Regions from separate parts of the Mus musculus genome. Here region 2 is linked to region 1. The links are chromatin contacts, called in public promoter capture Hi-C maps. All regions are on one chromosome and are shown on one strand. Each heading gives the region's core, a stretch centred on a gene start, on an enhancer-like site or on the middle of the called end of the contact. The rest is flanking DNA. Distances are from core to core; before and after follow the strand shown. Region 1 holds the start of Dusp1 (dual specificity phosphatase 1). Region 2 holds the start of Hmga1 (high mobility group AT-hook 1).

The links. Promoter capture Hi-C pulls out the DNA fragments that hold promoters and counts their contacts.
Region 2: a contact with region 1 is called in a promoter capture Hi-C map of pre-B cells, with 5 times the contacts expected there. The contact joins the promoter of Hmga1 here to the promoter of Dusp1 in region 1. A contact is called at or near these places in 7 of 39 promoter capture datasets (the C10 cell line, the HPC-7 cell line, hematopoietic stem and progenitor cells and 3 more), 3 of 115 datasets of contacts at active chromatin or transcription factors (embryonic hindbrain, epiblast stem cells and pancreatic cancer cells) and 2 of 9 other capture datasets (adipose tissue and pancreatic islet).

The regions. Positions count from the first base shown.
Region 1 is chr17:26,506,312-26,510,084 of GRCm38.p6, forward strand. Dusp1 (dual specificity phosphatase 1) reads right to left here and starts at 2,161. Exons shown (of 4, transcript NM_013642.3): 1 at 1,646-2,161; 2 at 1,263-1,408; 3 at 674-893; 4 at 1-339. The coding sequence starts at 2,012.
Region 2 is chr17:27,554,870-27,558,642 of GRCm38.p6, forward strand. Hmga1 (high mobility group AT-hook 1) reads left to right here and starts at 1,705. Exons shown (of 5, transcript NM_001025427.3): 1 at 1,705-1,842.

The DNA of each region.
Region 1 (3,773 bases), core at 911-3,410:
TAAGGTAGTTCAGGGCACTGTTCGTGGGGTGGACGGGGATGGAAACAGGGAAGTTGAAGACTGTGGTAGTAGAGGTGCCCCGGTCAAGGACAGCCATGGCAGGGCTCCCAGCTTCAGCAGAGCAGTGAGGGGCTAGCACTTGGGACTCAAACTGCAGCAGCTGGCCCATGAAGCTGAAGTTCGGGGAGATGATACTCCGCCTCTGCTTCACAAACTCAAAGGCCTCGTCCAGCTTTACCCGGTTAGTCCTCATGAGGTAAGCAAGGCAGATGGTGGCTGACCGGGAGATGCCGGCCTGGCAATGAACAAACACTCTCCCTCCAGCATCCTTGATGGAGTCTGGAAAATAAAGTTATGGGTTACTCAAAAACTCAGAACAGCTGAGCCCAGATCAAGGATGGCTAAGAAATGTCTTGTGTCCTGTCCAGAAATGGCCAGGGTCTGCCTCTTGCAGTCATGCAGACCCTATGTGTATACTATGCAAAGGATAGCAGGGGATTTAAACCCGGACTGGGTATCTACACTTATAATCCTGGACAAGACAGTCAGTTCAACTGAGTCTCAGTGAGGAGGAAGGCTTGGGTGAGGATCATTTAAGCTGCCACCCAAAAGACTGGGCTCAGTGGCTACAGTAGGGACAGAAGCAGAGGTTCCAGATAGTTATTCCATTTACCTATGAAGTCAATAGCCTCGTTGAACCAGGAGCTGATGTCTGCCTTGTGGTTGTCCTCCACAGGGATGCTCTTGTACTGGTAGTGACCCTCAAAGTGGTTAGGACAATTGGCTGAGACGTTGATCAAGGCGGTGATGCCCAAGGCGTCAAGCATATCCTTCCGAGAAGCGTGATAGGCACTGCCCAGGTACAGGAAGGACAGGATCTCCACTGGGCCCCCCTGAAGTCAAAAAAACAGTCCAGCATTCGTCAAGCTCGTCCAGCGTGAGCACCAGTACCCATGCCCACAAAAACTCCCCGCTGAAAACGGGAGTTTCTGAAACTGGTGACCTCAGCACTGCTGTTGACATATTAAAATATTCGTAAAGAATCAAGCCCATTGGCCTGGACAGAGCCAACAAGCTCTTCCGTGCCAGCAACTGGGAGACTCAGCTCCATCCAATTGCTTCATGATGGACTAAAGATCCTCGTGTCCCCGCTAGTATAAATAAAGCTGCAGCCGCTTTCTATATCCTCCTGGCACAATCCTCCTAGACCTCTGCCAGCTCTGCCACCTCCCTGCCCTGCATGGACCCGGACTCCTACTAACCTGATCGTAGAGAGGGGTACTACAGGAGCTGCATCCGGATTCTGCACTGTCAGGCACACTAGTACTCAGGGGGAGGCTGAGCCCCGTGGGGGTGGACTGTTTGCTGCACAGCTCAGGGCAGGAAGCCGAAAACGCTTCATATCCTCCTGAGAATACAAAGGTACATATTTTCTCATTAGCACCACCGACACAGTACCTGGAGACAAGCCACTCACCCACCAGGGGCTGCGAGTTTACAAGGAAGGCTTAAGGAAGTCTTTGTTATGGGAGTGAAACAAAGCCACTGACAAGCCCCTGGAGACTGGACGCCGGCGCCCCCATACTCCAGGTGGGACGCCCCTTCCCTAGCTGATGGCATAAGTCCTGCCAGAGCTAGAGCGTACCTTGGAGAAAGAAGACTTGAGTGGAGCGCGCCTCTCGGCAGAGCGCGCCCGCGGCCAGGGCCAGGGTGCCGTCGCGCTTGGCGCCGTCCAGGGAGGCGCTGCGCTCGTCCAGCAGCACCACGGCGTGGTAGGCTCCGGCCAGCAGGCGGCCACGCAGTTCAGCGTTGGGCACGATATGCTCCAGGCCCATGGCGCCCTTGGCGCGGCGCCGCACGATGGTGCTGAAGCGCACGTTCACTGAGCCCGCGATGTGGCCGGCGTTGAAAGCGAAGAAGGAGCGACAATCCAACAACAGGCACTGCGCGGCGCCCTCTCGCAGCAGCGCGCGCAGCCCCCCGGCGTCCAGGATGCCCACCTCCATCACCATGGCCAGCCCCAGCGACCCCAGCGTGCCCGTTCTGCGGTTCTCCAGAAAAAGTCGGTCGATCTTGTGCGGTGTCCTGTGGCCCTAAGTCCCCAAGTGCTCGCTGCTCCTAATCTGGCTTCACCGCGCTTTCCTCCCGCCAGTCCTTCACTGCGCGCTCGTCCGACGGAGCGCGGTTTTATGTAGCCTCTCGGGGGCGGTCCCGGGCGCGGCACAGAAGCGGGGGGTGGGGTGGGGGTGGGGGAGAACGGTTTGTTTGTTTGAATGGCAGACACGTGACCGGGCGGTGACGTCACCCGCCCTACCGAGCTTGGCGCCGCCAAAGCCAAAAGCAAAGACGTCATCGGCCTAGGAGCCTCTCGGCTCTGAGCGCTGGCTCGCAGCCCGGCCCCCACCCTCCTGTCCTCTGGGCTCGCAGGCAGGACGGCGCGCTGCCAGCCCGGGTGGCCAGGACGCGCGGCCTGAGGACACCTGCCCTGCTCCCCTCCGCGGGTCTCCGCCGAACGAGCGGGGCCACTCCTGGTATCACGTTCTCAGCTGGCCCGGCTCTGGCTGCTGGAGTGGTGGGCGTGGCGAGCTGAGCGGGAAAGGGGAGTGGGTAGTGAGAGATGACTAATTCGGTCTATAGCCCTCTGGCTATACCGAGGACAAATGGCGAGAGTTGAGACGTCCTTCTTGAATGTCACTTTAAAAGTTTTACGCTGAACAAGGGAATGCTTCCAGTTAGTTCCCACCCCCCACCCCGGAGTGTTATCTTTACCGCGGTGGTCCCTAGAGGACTTACTTGGAGCAAAGGGAGGAGGGTTGCAAGATCTTTGGAGCCCAGGTTTAACATTGGGGTTGGGGGGGTGGGGTGGGGGAGACTTGGGTAGAGCTCCACAGCGCCGCCTAGGGACGGCCCAGAACATTGTCGTCGCGTGGCATCAAGAGGATGCTGCTAGCCGCTGCTCCTCTGTCCCCCAACACAACTTTCTTTTGTTTTGTTTTGTTTGTTTCAGAGAGGATCTTGCTGTGTAGCTCTGGCTAGTCTTGAACTCATAGAGATCCTCCTGTCCCTGACTTACTAAGGATTAAAGGCATCTGCCCTCGTGCCTTTCATCTCCACTGAACAGAAGCTGAGCACACCAAGGACTCAGGGCCAAGAGCCTTGAATCCGCCACTCTGTGGGACAAACTGTACTCATCACACCTGGGAAGACCGAAATGGTGTGTGTGTGTGTGTCCTTCCACAAAACTCCATGACTACAGGGTAGGCAGTGAGTCCGCCGCAACACCACGGAGTTGGATACACAAACATAAACATTGCACCACTCTGAAGGGGTGCCGAGTCAGGAACATTCTGCGGTTTCTTCCTCTTTGCAAGGGGAGGTGTCTTACTACCATGTGTCTTTGCCCAGCAACGTCCGCTTTGGCCTCTCTTAGCTCTTGCGCTCTGCCTAGATTCTTCTGTAAATTCAGAATACGTTATTTTTAAAGGGCGTTTTTACATTCCTTTGAGCATTGATCCTAAAAGAACAGCAAAGAAATCTTCAGATAACACCACCCTCCCTACATCTCAGAAGAGCGACAGAAAGAAAAAAATTATTTGTTTATTCTACTTATTCAGCTGAGGACCTCAACATATTTTTTGCATTGAATCATAAAATGTTACAGCTGCTGCCTTTTCAAACTGCATACCAACTTCAAATTTTCCTTTTATTTTTGTTTTTGCAAGGCCATTCATTATACCCTTCTCTACCCAAACTTTTCAAAAAGACCTTTTTAT
Region 2 (3,773 bases), core at 455-2,954, 1.0 Mb after region 1:
GCTTTCCGAAAGCCCATCCAGGAAGGAAGGGTATCCTTTTCTGGTACACACAGGTCAGAGGCAGTGTCCGCCCAGGGGCCACTACTACGTCGGAGGAAAAGGGCCCGCGGGGCCATTCCCAAACTCTCCCCCTTCAACACCACAGCAAGGGCCTAGTGGCCTAGGCTGCTGGCAATGACCTGTACCATGGGAGGATGTGGGCTGGCGTTGGTGGGAGTTGGCAGCTTGCTCAGCCACACCTCGCTACGAAGGTCCCCAGAGCTCGCAGCAACTTCGAGCCCCTCCAGCCAACTCGGCTCGCGGGGCACAAAGATGGAGGGCGCGGCGCGCTTCCACCCCGCCCCGCCCCCACGGCGGTTGCACACAAAGGGGCAGCCGCTCCTCCCCCAGACTGCCCCGGCGCCCTAGGCTCCCCTCCACCCGTTGGGAACGCCCCTCCATGACTTCCTCCTTCTCCAGGGGCACCCCTGGAACTGAGGGTCACCTGGACCTTGGTCCGGGACCCGCGGCCTGCCGTGGCCTCCCGCGCCTGACCGCTGCGCCCCACCCCCACCGAGCACGTGCTGCCCTGCGCCCAGGGCGCCATCCTACGGCCCGGGGGTGGGGGGTGGGGGGTAGCCGGGCCCGCCGCGCTCCCCACCCCCCACCGGAAACATTCCTGAGGCATTCCTGAAACTGGGAGGCCCGCCTCCCCAAGGCTCCCACCCCGCCTCCAGCCGGGCGCACGCTGGGCCCCCGCGTACCCTTCCACCGCCCGCGCGCCCCCCGAGGAGAGGGCTGACCGCGGAGGAAGGGGAACAGAGTTATGAGTCACAGTCGTGTGTCACTGGGCCCGAATTACGATTCCCTGCATCACGAGAGGTGTGGAAAGGCCGACTCGGGGAACCGAGGTGGGGAGGTGCGTCCAAGGGCCCGCGCCCGGCCTGCAGGGCGCGCCCCACCGCCCGCCATCTTCCCACTTAGGCTTCCTCCGGCCCAGCAACAAGTCTTTTGTTGACCCAGGCGCCCAGAGGCGGGAAACTCGAACCCCTGCCCTCAAGGGGCTTCCAGGCGCCCCTTGTCTTAAGTCGTAAGTCACGGGGGCGGGGAATCACACCAGAGGGACCTCGTGCTTCCTCAACACCAAGCAGCTGGCCACCCGTGGCTCCTCCCCGCGATGTCCCGGCGAGGCGGCCAATCGCTCGGCTCCTTTGAAGCCTGCACCTGGGTGGCGGCCGTTACTAGATTTAAACCGTTGGCGTTGGCCAAGTTTCACGTTTGGGTTTCACAAGACTTTGTTTTTTACGCGCCTGGAGGCCTCCGGAGACGCACACGCCGTCACCTGCTTGGTGGCAGAGGGGAATTAAGGAGAGGCCCTCGACATGGGCTGGGGGGGGGGGGCGGCGTCCGGGCCGCGAGAAGCTCCTTAGGGTACGCGTGGACGTCCGAGGGCACAGGCGTCAGCGCGCGCCTCCCCGCGAGGCCGGAGTCCACGGGGGGGCTCCTGTAGGTGTGTCCCCGGGTCCCCACTTAAACAGCAGGGCCGCCGTCACCGGTTCCTCCAACGCCAGGCTGCTCGGGAACTGTGAGAAACGAGGGCCGTCGGCGCGCGTGCCCGCGGAAACCGCGCGCACAGTGGCGAGCTACCCGCGCGCGGCGGCGGCAGCTGGCGGGCGGCCGCCCTTTTAAATCCCCGGGCTCATTTGCATGGCCCCGCCCCCCGGTGACACGGCTGGCGCGGGCGGGCCCGTCCCCCCTGCCCCTGGGTCGCTCTTTTTAAGCTCCCCTGAGCCGGGGCTGCGCTCCTCTAATTGGGACTCCGAGTCGGGGCTATTTCTGGTGTTGGCGCGGCTCCAAGAAGGCGTGAGTTCGCCGCCGCTCGGGTGGCTTCTTTTTTTCCTGTAGGTCTAGAATCTAATCACATTATTATTTATTGAGGCCGCGCACGGGCCGTGCCCAGCTTCCTGCCCCTCGCCATCCTCCAGGGGAGCGGGATCCGTCAGTGTTCCCTCGCCCCAGCTCGGATGTGACACACATCCCCGGCGGGGGCCCGGGCGGCGCGCACGCAGCGGTCTCAGCGCCTCTGCCCTCTCCCGGTTTCAGATCCGCATTTGCGACCGGCGGCGGTGGCGGCAGAGCCCAGGCCGGTGCCCTGAGCCCAGCCACGCCGCACCCGGCAGCCCCGAGCGCGCCCCGCCGGCGGCCTGCGGAGCTCGCGGTGAGTGTCCGCGGCGCGCCCGGGGGGCCTGCGGCGCGCGCTGCCCGCTTTATTCCCAGGCCCCGGGCTTGCGCGGGCCGCGGGAAAGGGGAGGCCGCACTGTGCTCGCAGGCGGCGGGGCCGGGGTGGGTGTCCGCGGGGCGCCGCGTCCTCCGGTCCCCAGGTTGAGGGTGCCCGGGTTGCGACCGTGGGGTGCGGAGACCCCGGGGAACGGCGCGCGGAGGGGGAGGGGGCGCGCGACTGCGACGAGCGCCGCTTGTGCACCCAGCGGCGCCCGTGCACCTCGCGCTCGGCGAGCCCGGCCTCAGGGAGGGGCGCGCGCTGCGCAGCGGCGGGAGGTGGGCGCGCGCCCCCCTCAGCCAGGGAAGTTCTAGAAGTGCGGGGGAGGGGCCCGGCGACCCGAGATTCCTCTCTGGCCTCTCCTCCGCCTTTCCCAGAGTAGTACTGTGCGTGGACGAGGCCGGATCGCGAGGGCCTGGGTTTCGGGGTTTCACCCCCCACCCCCACACACACCTTTGGCCCTGCCCCGCGCCTCTTCAACCTCCAGGGCCAGGCCTGCCCTCCGCCCCCACAAACTGGTTCCTCTGCTTTGCTGGGTTCTGTTAGAACTAGTCCCTTCGACTCCCCGTTTCTGCCCCCCCCCCCGCTTTGGTTTTCATGGAGAGAGGAAGGGGTTTTTTTCTTCCTGCGACTCGCACCAGGTTTCCTGCCCCCAAGGCGGGCTTGGGTGCCCCCTCTGGCAGGAAGTGGGGCCGGGCGCACCCGCGTGGCGGTGCATGTGGTCGGGGTGCGCCGTTTCCCGCGCCTAAAGGGCTCTGCGCCCCTCCCCCTCGTCCTAGCTCCTAGAAGCGCCGGCCTACAACCACCAGGCTGGGACGCCAGCGAAGGCATCCTCATTCTGGAGTAGAGGGCGCCTGGGTCTTAACCTGCTTCTCAGTAAACAAAGTGGCGGTCTGTAAGCATTCCGCAAGAACCTCCATTTTACCAAGTTGCTGTGTGACCTTGGGCTATTGAGGGGTCTTCTCTCTATATTTAAAGGGGGACCCTTTAAGACCCTTAACAATAGGCCTGCCGGGATGTTACTCCTCTGGTAGTTCTTGCATAGTTACTGAAACGTTGAGGAGCCACAGCGTGTGCACCCGTGTGAGAGACAGGCTGGAGGCCCAAGAGAGACACATGGGGCTTGGACTCCTAAATGTGACTTGGCCATGCCAGACCTCCCTGATGCTCAGAAACAGGTGGAAGAGGTGAGGTTTTCCTTGGCCTCGCTGGACAGAGACTCTAAGCTTAATTCAGTGGGGGCATTGGGGAGAGCAGGTGGTTTAGAGTCCCTAACGGCAAGAATTGGGGAGGCACCAGGTGGCAAAACAGTGTCCGGGAGACTGGCCAGGATCTCCAGGCAAGCTAGATGCATGCAAGGTCTTTGGGATTGGGGCAGGCTTTCCCCCAAGAGCCCCCTCTGAAGGGCCTCCAGCAGACCTCGGTGTGAGGTCAGTGCTCATTAGCTGATTAATTTTGATGTTTGGTTTGAAGGACACCTGTGGTGTAATGTAAGGTTCTAATCACAGCCTGTAAT